Regions from separate parts of the Hordeum vulgare genome. Here region 2 is linked to region 1. A link is a contact called in public Hi-C data. All regions are on one chromosome and are shown on one strand. Each heading gives the region's core, a stretch centred on a gene start, on an enhancer-like site or on the middle of the called end of the contact. The rest is flanking DNA. Distances are from core to core; before and after follow the strand shown.

Evidence for each region. Hi-C and Micro-C count contacts between places; a contact is called where the count stands out from the background.
Region 2: a Hi-C map of leaf shows a contact between it and region 1, with 10 times the contacts expected there. The contact joins the promoter of LOC123431733 here to the enhancer-like site in region 1. A contact is called at or near these places in 2 of 6 Hi-C or Micro-C datasets (leaf and seedling) and 1 of 1 datasets of contacts at active chromatin or transcription factors (embryo).

The regions. Positions count from the first base shown.
Region 1 is chr1H:293,576,875-293,582,931 of MorexV3_pseudomolecules_assembly, forward strand. LOC123431696 (protein EXECUTER 1, chloroplastic) reads left to right here. Exons shown (of 13, transcript XR_006623300.1): 12 at 1,851-2,043; 13 at 2,219-2,382. Among protein-coding and RNA genes, the nearest start is that of LOC123431696, 14 kb to the left of the region's middle. Within about 2 kb of position 2,632, at least 3 of the 3 cell types and tissues checked have open chromatin away from gene starts, as enhancers often do. A contact at or near this core is called in leaf and seedling, where this site is marked.
Region 2 is chr1H:293,946,792-293,952,848 of MorexV3_pseudomolecules_assembly, forward strand. It overlaps LOC123431733 (endoribonuclease Dicer homolog 3b-like), which reads left to right and starts at 3,703. Exons shown (of 26, transcript XM_045115353.1): 1 at 3,703-3,966; 2 at 4,063-4,246; 3 at 4,366-4,479; 4 at 5,069-5,203; 5 at 5,363-5,432. The coding sequence starts at 3,872.

The DNA.
Region 1 (6,057 bases), core at 1,382-3,881:
AAGTCTGTGTTTGGTTGTTTTTGCTTGTTTTGAGAAAAAAAGGTATTTGGTCTATTCTGGTTGGTCTGAGCATTGTAGGTTGATAGATAGCTCAGAGAAAACATCATTATTGTATGGTGTTGCGCTTGTCTTTTTTGCTTTGTGATGAATAAATTACTTTAGCTGTTACCTGAGAATCCAATCATGTTTGATCCTTATTTTAGTACAAGTACAGGTTCGTAAATAGAGAGATGTGCTGGCAGACTGATGTTGCTGATAGTTGCATGCACTCCATGTTACATTGTCAGCAGAGACAGCCCTTTAGGTGCTTGCCTGGTGCAATTGATGGAACGGGGCCTTGTTAGCCCATTATGCTTAATTGCTTATAGAAGTAGCTGTCGTGGCATTGATTGCACAGTGTTTGACTAGCTCTTCTTGATTGGTTGGTGCTTGTTGGAGGAACTGTCTTGCTCTGCCCTCAGTCCAAGAACCGTTGTGTTCCCAGAGACCACATGATCACAAGCAGTGGTTTGCCATCTGACGGGAAGGACACTCGCAAAAGACCACCTGAGAGGTCTTTTTGTACATAATCAATTGACCGGTTGATCTGTGGGTACCCAGGACAGGGACTCACCCCTGGCAGATGCCTGGGATCCTTTTCCATCCCCAGGTGGACTTTTTGCTCTACATTAGTCACCCCAACAGGTAGTATCCTCATAATTTGTGCAAGGCCATGTTCCTATAATTAACTCTCTGTTAGTGGATTTGTTGATTGTCATGAGTCTATAAATGTCCGCTGCAGGCCTGTAACTTGAACTCAATCAATACGAGACCTATAGATCCTGAGCCCCAAGGTTTGAGATCCTTACAAGGGGTGTAACCTGAGCCAGGGGCACACTGACAGGTGTAGGGTGCGTTTATTTGCACTTGAATCTGTATAAACGACCCACTCACTTGCACCACTGGCCTATCCAGTGAAGGAATCAGTCACTGCTCATGTCGGTGTCTACCTGACGCAGGTATCATGATTCATGGTGTTCTTTGTTGTCATTCAAATCACTGAATACAAAAAAGAAGTGCCCAGCAGTGAAAGGAGACCACGGTTTCTTATAACTTCTTGAGAGCCTTGAGAGTTGAGACTTCATTAGTTGCTGCTTCTGTTTTCACCAGCAACTTGGGTGACTAAGGGGGTGTTTCTTTCCAGGGACTTTTTTGGTGTAGGGACTAAAAAAAGTCCCTTTTAGTCCCATGTGAAAGAAACGGGAGGGACTTTTAGGGGACTAAAAGGGGGTATTTGGGACTAAAGGAAGAAGTCCCTATGGGAGGGACTTTTTGGGACTTTTTTGGCACTTTTTCCAACAGTGCCCCTACTTTTAGCATGTCATTTAATAACTTCTAGTATATTACTAGGGGTAACATGGTCTTTTTGCATGTCATTTAATGACCTCTAGTCCATGTTTAGTCCTTGGAAAGAAACGGGTAGGGACTAGAGACTTTTTAGTTGGGACTAAAAAAAGTCCTAGGACTTTTTAAAGAAACAGGGCCTAATGAGCCTCGAGAGCCTTCTTGAGAGCCTTGAGAGTTGAGACTTGATTAGTTGCTGCTTCTGTTTTCACCAGCAACTTGGGTGACTAATGAGCCTCGAGAGCCCATTAGTTGACATCACTAAGCACCTGCTTTGTCATATATCTGTGTGATATCTGCAATTTGGTGATGCACTGCGATTCGCCACAACTAGAAGTACTTGGTGATATTGGATCGCGTATGTTCTGTCTTTGCCCCTCTCTGCCTCGAGAGGCCATTTCTACTTAATTTTACCTTTATTTGATGTCTTCATACAGCAGGAGACTGAACATTGTATTTGTTATCAGGACATTCTGCAATCACACACGCTGATGTACAGTTTACGGAGGTAGTGTACATAGTTTGCCTTTGGAGCAAATTGGGCTTTCGCGGAGCATCACATTCTCCATGGTGGAGATGCCCCCACAGTATGGTGGATGAGAGGGTGAAGAAATGTATGACCAGCGAAATAGCTCAAATAGGCCACTGCCAACTTGAATGGTGAGCATTTCTCATTCCACTTCTCTCAGCTGACCCACCCAATTTACGAGTTGAGGCCGAAGACTTGCTGCATTAGAAAGAGCCAACTTATTTTGACCAGTTGAATTGAAACACGTTAAAAAGAAAGTGATGAGTGGGTTTCAGTGTTTTCCTCCTCTTGGCATTCTTCATACAGGAACCCTTTTGTGAAGCAACAATTGTGTGCAGCGTGATGAAATAATTTTGTCATGGTGTAACTCAGGTCACTATTGGTTCCAGAAAAGTGGAGCGGAGCAATAAACTGGTGTATATGTAAAAATCTGAGTGCCCAAGTATTCAATTATGTTATCTATACGTTAATATCGCAAGCTAGCATTTCCCACATCACCCTTCTCCAGCCCAGGTATTCAATTATGAGTTGATGATACTGTGATGTTGCTTAGAGCATGGTCACTGTAAAGAAAGAAAGGAGTAAGAGCAAACGCCCGCAATTGTTTGGACTGAGCTGTCTGGACGTAATTTACCATTCAACATGGTCCTATAGGTGTCCGCGGATGTAATCTACCATTCAACATGGTTCCCTAGGTGTGTCTGCCTGTTTGTTTTCTTGCAAATTAGGGGCTTTGTGGGAGTTCGGGCCCCATCACGTCCACTCCGACATCCTTCTTTCACTCACAGTAAGGTGAAGCGTGCGCATTTAAAGCGGTCTGCACTGTTTTCGTGTCAAACCCTGCCCTTCCTAACCCTCTCTGTTCTGATCATCGTTGCCCTTTACCCTAATTCCCGTACTTTTCATCGTCTGACGCTGCATGGACCTGTACGAGCACCTGTTAGAGCTGGTGGAAGTGGAGGACCTAGAGAAGTTGGCTGTCGTAAATCAACTTGCGACGCTACAATCGTGCAGCATGAAAAGGAAGGCAAAGCTCGGCTGGGACGCGGGGCGTCGCCGTCGTCATCCATGAACACACTATCTTGGCTAGAGCAATATCATCCGCCCTACTTTTATGCCGTCAGGCACTTCAGACGGCAGTTCCCAACCTTCACCGTAGGGTACATCTCATATCGCGCTGACGTCAACGAAGTGTCGCTTCATTTCATCGACTTGGCATCGCCACAACTCGAGAACGCATTAACTCGGTGCCAACTATGTGTTCGTTGGTATGTGTGAACCGCTTCGGCGGATAACAAGATGTTAGACCATGAGGATAAACGAGTTGGATCCTCATGAGGCGATGACTGTGCACGTCGTCCCTGTTAGGATATTGGCTGAGAAGGAGGCGACTGGTGAGGAGGTGGAGGTGGTAGAATGAAATACCTTTTCTTTCACACAGACTGTTGGATCGGATCTTTTGTGACTGGACGCATGTAAAAACTATGAACATCCATCTCTTTTTGGTTGTGATCGAACGTTATGAACATCACACTTTAATTTGCTCATATTGCCATGGGTAACCTTAGGCCCGGTTTGCCGGATCGGACAACAACGACGTCTCGACATCGCCCCCTTCATGAAGGTGTTGTCTTGGGTACTCGCGGAGGTCCATGGTGTTGGAATGTGATGTGGGGCGTCGTATTCGTTTGGGCTGCCTCGTAGGGCGTGGACATCTGGTGCGCAGTGTATGACATCGTCGATGTCTCCTTCAGGCTTTCCTTCTCCGGCACGACTGAGTCCTGCATCCCACTTGCCATCTCATAGGTGCATAAGGTGGGGGTACGTTCATTCGATCAGTGATAGGAGTGGTGGTCGCATGGGAGGTTCCTTGCGTTGGTCGTGACGCGGTCTGGGTGCCCTGTGTCCCTTCTCGTCGTTGTCTTTGGCTAGAGTTCGAGCTAGGCAAAAAAATTGTCATCGTTTTCTCCGGACAGATGTCAGGGGTGGCTAATCAAGGTGAGAGCAAGGTTGCCGTGAAAGATCTGGGACGAGATAGGGTAGCAGCACGCGATGATTTATCCATGTTCGGAGCTCTTCGGAGAGATAATACCCCTATTCCTGCATGAGTGTATATGATGTATATTTGCAGTACAAGGTTGCTCCTCGAGCTGTATGGGAGAGGAGAGCCATATACTTCTTGCCTCATATGTGAGAGAGTGAGGCCATGCCATACGTGGTGGGCATGAGACCCCTTATATGGCATGAGTGTGTGGGTGTGTGGCTTGGTATGTAAGCTGTGGGTAGCTTACATACCAAGCTGCTTGAGATGTAAGCTATAACGGGTAGCTTACATGCTAAGCTATGTGTAGCTTGTGAGCTAGGCTATGTTTGTCTCCTCGGGTACTTTATAAACCAGCGCTCAGGGGACAAGTTACACTGTAGATGATACCGCCTGACGCGTGTACAACGCATTACTGGTCGTCAATAGTGCTCCACCGCGGCGTATGGCCGTCCCGTCCGCGCGTGCCTGATGGGGCGTCGTAGTTGGCTCTGGGCACCCAGCTGGCTGGAGCAGCCGGCCACGAGTGCGAGTTGGAGTAGCCGGCCCGGGCGGGCAGACACCCCGTCCGACTCGCCACCTTTGGGGTAGCCGGGGGTCATCCCCTCGACAGTAGCCTCCAAGCCTTCGAGCGACTCGGAGAGTCGGGCGAAGGGTTTTCATAGTCGTCATTGTTGATGGTGGTCGGCTGCGGGCCGCAGCCCGCATGGCTTGCTTCCAGTGGGGGCCCTGCCTAGCGAGGGCGCGGAGTCCGCGAGCCAATGGGCGTGAGGCGCTGTCGGGCGTAGATGCGGAATCCGCTGGCTGGCTGTTTCCAGCGGGGGCGTGCGAGCACACCCGTTGGGTGTAGCCTCTGAGCCTCCGGGCGACACGTAGAGTTGGGCGGAGGTTTTTGTTGTTGCTGAAGCAGATGGCGGCGTTGAGGATGTCAGGCGCGGAGACGGAGTCCGCCGACCGATGGGCGCGGGGCCTTGCCGGACGTGGGCACAGAGTCCACCGGTTGGTGCATGCGAGGCGCTGTCGGGGGCGGACGCATGGTCCGCCAACTGATGGGCGTGAGGCGATGCCGGGGGCGTACGCGTGGTCTGCCGGCTGATGGGCCCGAGGCGCTATCGGTGGCGAACTCGGAGTCCGCAGACTAGTGCGCGCGAGGCGCTGCTGGTGCGGACTTGGAGTTCGCCGACTGATGGGCGCGAGGCGCTGCCGGGGTCAAACACGAAGTCGGCCAGCTGGTGCGCGCGAGGCGCTGTCGGTGCGGACTTAGAGTCCGCCGGCTGATGCGCACGAGGCGCTGCCGGCGCGGACTTGGAGTGTTGGAAATATGCCCTAGAGGCAATAATAAATTAGTTATTATTATATTTCTTAGTTCATGATAATCGTTTATTATCCATGCTATAATTGTATTGATTGGAAACACAGTGCATGTGTGGATACATAGACAAAACACTGTCCCTAGTAAGCCTCTAGTTGACTAGCTCGTTGATCAAAGATGGTCAAGGTTTCCTGACCATAGGCAAGTGTTGTCACTTGATAACGAGATCACATCATTAGGAGAATCATGTGATGGACTAGACCCAAACTAATAGACGTAGCATGTTGATCGTGTCATTTTGTTGCTACTGTTTTCTGCGTGTCAAGTATTTGTTCCTATGACCATGAGATCATATAACTCACTGACACCGGAGGAATGCTTTGTGTGTATCAAACGTCGCAACGTAACTGGGTGACTATAAAGATGTTCTACAGGTATCTCCGAAGGTGTTCGTTGAGTTAGTATGGATCAAGACTGGGATTTGTCACTCCGTATGACGGGGAGGTATCTCGGGGCCCACTCGGTAATACAACATCACACACAAGCCTTGCAAGCAATGTGACTTAGTGTAAGTTGCGGGATCTTGTATTACGGAACGAGTAAAGAGACTTGCCAGTAAACGAGATTGAAATAAGTATGCGGATACTGACGATCGAATCTCGGGCAAGTAACATACCGAAGGACAAAGGGAATGACATACGGGATTATATGAATCCTTGGCACTGAGGTTCAAACGATAAGATCTTAGTAGAATATGTAGGATCCAATATGGGCATCCAGGTCCCGCTATTG
Region 2 (6,057 bases), core at 2,453-4,952, 370 kb after region 1:
CTCGGTACATCTTATACGCTTTGTGTGTTGGTCATATTGATTTACTCTTTGTCTGAGATCTTGATCAACCTAGTGTCTCTATGACCATTCTTTGGATACTACCTTGAATACCATCTTGGTCATCATATAAACTTCTTGAACCCAACAGATGGACTTCAAGAAGTGCCTATGGACAAATTCTATAAATATAACTTAAGGCAACCATTAGTCCATAGGAATTGTCATCAATTACCAAAACCACATATGGAGATATATGCTCTAACAGTTAGTCACGAGATCTTGTATTACGAAACGAGTAAAGAGACTTCCCGGTAACGAGATTGAACTAGGTACGGAGATACCGATGATCGAATCTCAGGCAAGTAACATACCGATGGACAAAGGGAACTGCATACAGGATTAACCGAATCCTTAACATCGTGGTTCGAGCGATAAAGATCTTTGTAGAATATATAGGAACTAATATGGGCATCTAGGTCCCGCTATTGGTTATTGACCGTAGAGGTGTCCTTGTGATGTGTGCATAGTTCTCGAACCCGCATGGTCTACACACTTAATGTTCGGTGATGATCTAGTATAGTTGAGTTATTGTGTTGGTGAGTCGCGGATGAGACCCCGGACATGACGAGGAGCTTTGGAATGGTCCGGAGGTAAAGATTGATATATGAGAAGTTGGTATTAGAGTTCCGGAAGGTTACAAGTTTTGTGACGGAGGTTCCACAAGAGTTCTGAGGGTCCACCCACCCCGGAGAGCCCCATGGGCTGTGAGAGGTGGCGCACCAGCCCCTGGTGGGCTGGCCGCCCCTCCCACCCAAGGCCCATGCGGCCAAGGAGGAGGTATAGCCTAGAGGTGGTCGCCGCCCCTCCTTCCTTGGGGGCCAACCACTTGGTGGCCGTCGCCCCACCCTAGGGGAAACCCTAGGGCGCCAACCTCGTCCTCCCTCCCTCCTATATATACTAGAGGAGAGGGAGGGTAGCCGCACCAGAAAACACCTGTGACGCTACCCTTCCCTCTCTCTCGTAGTTCCTCTCTAGTTCAGTCGCGACACCGCTTGGCGAAGCCTTGCCGGGATAGTCCACCACCGCCGCCACCACACCATCGGGATGTCAGGTACTCAAGCTTCTTTTTCACCATCGCTCGCTGGATCGAGGAGGTGAAGGCATCATCGAGCTGTACGTGTGTTGAACGCGGAGGTGTCGTCCGTTCGGCACTTGATCGAGACGTTCGTGATTGGACCGCGAAGACGTTCGACTAGATCAACCACGTTTCTTGACACTTCCGCTTAGAGATCTACGAGGGTATGTAGATGTACTCACCCTCTAGTAGATTGTTGATCTCCATAGATTGATCTTGGTGAGCACAGGAATTTTTTTGTTTTCCATGTGATGTTCCCCAACAACCTACATTTCATATTAATCAAGCAACCCATGAACGTAAATCTATGTCCATTTTTTTGCATGATAATATGTATCTCATTTATATCATAAGGATCGTAGTACAAGCCATGTATACATTAACGTGGCAAAACTGAAAAAGACAGCAGAAAGCTAGTCTTTACACAAAGGAACACGAGCCAAGAAGTAAAAATACAATCAAGACCGAAGAATCATTTGAGCTTGACACCAACACCCGTCACCTGCCTTTGGCACCACCATAGTAGCCACCAAAGTAAAAAAATGACGAATCACCTTCATACCCGAGCTCGAAGCAGCTCCATCGCTGATAAGCAGCTTTGCGGACCTCCAAGGTGGCTCACTAAAGGCGAAACCATTGTCGTTGAACGAATCAGGCCGGGGAACACCCCAGACACGCCATCGAACTCCAAATGTGGCACCCCCACCGGACTAAGACGTCGAAGGAGAAAACCATACCTGCCATCCACAAACCACTAACCTAGATCCACCATCTTTCACATGTCGTCCATGCAGACCCCAATCTGCATCCGCTCCTCGACCACCTCCCAAGCTCCAGGCCAGCGCTGGAGCAAATGTCGTCGCAACGGTGGAACCTGAGGACACGGGTCCATCACGAGGATGTCGTCACCGTCACGCCATCATTACTTGAACAAACTGATTTTCAAATCCATCCCCAATCATAGGACTGTTCGCCTTGTCAGAGTAGGATCTGAAAAAACTTTATTCAGCGCCGCCATCGCCGTCATCGAAGCTGAGACAATGAACAACCTAAAAAACCTAAACTACGAGAGTAGAAAACAAACCAAACGGATGGATCCCCTCACCACCGACGACCGAAGTTGTCGCCGGAGGATAACCGCGGTGGTGGACTTCTGGCAGCTGAAGATCACCTTTCTTTCTTCCACACAAAGAAAGGAAGCTAACGCGTGGACAAATTTAGATTCACTCATCCGTCCTTATACGCGTTCCACTCTAAATCTATGTCCATACCTTATCCATAACTAATTGGCGGCTGCTACAAATCAGCCGACTGATTTCCTGAAGAAATCAGTCGGGTTGTGGGCCATGAGATCCTTTCTCCCGTATTCGTTGGATCCATCACACGCCATCCCTTGGATTCGGTCAACATCGTCGCGCTGATCGTCTCCTTCTCTCATCACAGTGAAGCAAGCAAAGCACGTCGTCGTGGGCCAGCAGCACCGCCCGACTCACAGCATGAGCCACACCTCCCCGTCGGTGAGCAAGCACCGGGAGCCGCCCGACGAAGAGCTGCATCGCAGCGCCAGGATCCGTCGGCGAGCAGCTGCATCACAGCGCCGGGATCCGCAACCGCCACACGGGTGTTGCGACACAGCGCTTGGCGACCTATGGCGGAGCTTGAGTGCAACTCCAGCTACGCTTCAGTGCAGTTTCGGCGACACTTCAATGAAGCTCCGGCGACACTCCATTGACGCATCGCCTGCTGCGATGCAGCTCTGCCGCCCGCCTTGGCAGCAGCTCATAGTTCTCTGCTGCTGCAATGCAGCTTCGCCGTCGTTGTGCAGCAGCGCCATCGTAGCATCGCTTGTTGCAGCGCAACTGTGCCGCCGGTCATGGCAGCAGCTCGTAGCACCTCTTGCTCCAACGCAGCTCCGTCGTCGAACTGGCCGCAATGTCGTCGCCCGGCACCTGGTGCAACGCAGTTCCGACGTCGAATTGGCTACCGTGTTGTCGTGCGACACCTGCTGTATTGCAGCTCCACCATCAAACTGTTTGCCCCATCATCGCGCGGCACCTGGTGCAACGCAGCTCCACCGTCAAACTGGCTGCAGCATTATCACACGACATCTGGTGCAACGCAGCTCCGCCGCAGGCCATGGCAGCAACCTCCTCTCAGCATAGCCCTACAACAACACGAGGTGAGCGACGACCGGGATTGCTGGAGAGCGCCGTCCGCTCGAAGGAAGAAGAGAATGGGGAAAGGAACGAGTGATCCACACTTCTTCTAGAAAAAAAATGAGGATAAGGTGTGAGCGGCCCATAGGGACGCGTGGCACGCGTCAAAGACGGCTTACGTGGATGGAGAATCAGTTGGATGATTTTAATCGATTTTCTATTTGTTCAGATCAAATGCCAACGTACATGCGTACCCATGGGTAGAATTACCGGGTTGATTTGAGACGTTCATCCGGTTGGCATGATGACCCCGCAACGAAAGCATTTACGCCTCCTGAAAAGATGACCCCACAAGCCAGCCGCCGGATGAACCCCCCGAACCTCCACCACTACGGGAAAGTTCCTCCCCCAAAACCTCCTCTCGGAGCCAACGAACGCAGCGCAACCCACACCTCCGCTTCACGCACTTCGCCTTCTCCCCTCCGCCCAGTCTCCCACCCCCGGCGCCGATTCATATACACTGCTGGCCTACAGACATGCGCTTCCCCCACCCCCACTCGCCTGCACCGAACCCAACCCCATGGTCATGGCCATGGCCGACGACGACGGCCCCATCCCCCCGCCTCCTCCTCCGCCGCCGCCTCGTCGCCCCCACATGCAGCTCCAGCCGAGGAGGTCTCGATCGGCTCCCATTACCCTCCCCACAGCTCTCTACCCCCTGCATTCCTAGAACTGACGGGGGTCTCTCGTTCCGTGTCTGCGTCGGCGCAGGTATCAGGTGGAGGTGTTCGAGGCGGCGCTGCAGGGGAACACCATCGCAGTGCTCGACACCGGCTCCGGGAAGACCATGGTCGCCGTCCTGCTCGCGCGCTACCACGTCAGCCGCGCGCGCGCCGGGGAGGCGCCCCGCCGGATCGTCGTCTTCCTCGCGCCTACCGTGCACCTCGTCCACCAGGTGCGCTTCTGAAGTCTGCAGCGACCGTTTAGCGACGGCAACGTCTGCACCATTTTTCCGCCTCGCGTTCGCAGCTGCCGTGGCCCTGATCCCTGGTTCTTGTCTGGCTCGCGCCGTAGCAATTCGAGGTGATTCGGGAGTACACCGACCTCGATGTCGCGGAGTGTTACGGAGCTTCGGGTGTCGGCGACTGGAGTACCGACCGCTGGAACAAGGAAGTTGGGAGCAAGGAGGTAAGTGTCAGCTGTCAGGGTTTACTCTTATCCAGCGACGCGGTCATTGGTTGAATTTGAATGCACATTGAATTTGTACACGTACCGTGCTCACCAAGTGCTTGATGAATGACTTGTTGACAGGGAACCAACAGTGTTAGTTTCTGGGTGGTAGCAGCTTCGGATCGCATGTAGATTGAGGCCATTGTTATTAGAGTAGTATTCTTTAGCATGATGAGAGGGCTGTCGACTAAAGCAATTTCCTGAAGGGTTGTGCCTATGAAATAGCCGAGGTTTGGACACAAGTCCTAGAAAAAGGAAACCCCCCTTTCATTGCAGTCACTGCTAAATTTGGACACTGCTTCAAATCCAAAAGATCTCACAACTCCTGTAAATATGTTGCTTAAAAATAATCTTGTAAATATGCCACTTGGTAAAGTAATCTGGATTATGTGTCTTTCTAAATTCTAATACAGTTTTGCGGATGTTCCTATGTTTTTCTTGTACCTACCATGCTGCGCTTATTATGCATACTATTGATATATTTGACTGGAAATATAAATTCTCCTTGAACAATGCATCTTATTATGCCTTCCATTATTTGTTTCAGATTGCTGTTATGACGCCGCAGATATTGTTGGATGCCCTGAGGCATGCCTTCATAACAATGAGTGCAGTGAGCCTGCTAATATTTGATGAATGCCATCGTGCCTGTGGAAACCACCCGTATACACGAATAATGAAGGTAATGGTTTTCTTTTCTTGTTTTAACATCATCGGTAGATAGGATTTGGCCTGCCTCATGCAGTTTCTTGACAGTTAAGAAGTTCCTTAGGATAGCAGTATTTGTAATGGTTTGGCATGTCAAATTTCCTAACGGTTTATGTTTCTCTTGAGTCTGTAGGAATTTTATGTTGGCTCTGAGTGGAGGCCAGCTGTATTTGGAATGACAGCATCTCCTGTTGCTACTAAAGGCAAGAATTCTTCTCCCTCTGTAAACTAATATAAGAGTGTTTAGATCAATATTTTAGTGATCTAAACGTTCTTATATTAGTTTACAGAGGGAGTACACATGACTATCATGTGCTTCCTTTCTTTCTACCCTCTGCCATATATCTTCGTCAATATTTCCAGCAAACGACCACTATTTTGGTTCTTGAAATCAGCATGTTGTATGACTGTTATGTACCATGTGTCGTGCTCTCATCTTCTCCCTCACAAGATCATACACTTCCTGAAGTGTGATACTCTCTGTTGTGCCAACAGTGCCCCACTGCTCTGCACTATAAGTTGCAGTTAGCTACCTATACATCATTGCTTCCTTCTTCATCTGGATGACTGGGAACACAACCTGTACGTTTGACATGATTTTTATTGGCTTATTTCATTTTGACAAAAAGGTTAACTGTGCCTGCTATTCATCCTACTTGAAGGCACTCGCGACTTGGGACCAATTTATCAAATGAAAATTATTTTCCTGCACTAGGATGATTTGTTAGACGCTAAATTTTGTAATGCTGCAGCCCCCCCTCCCTCCCTCCCCGACATGCGCTTATTATTTATTACAAGCTTCTATATTTACTTTTGATAAAAGAACAG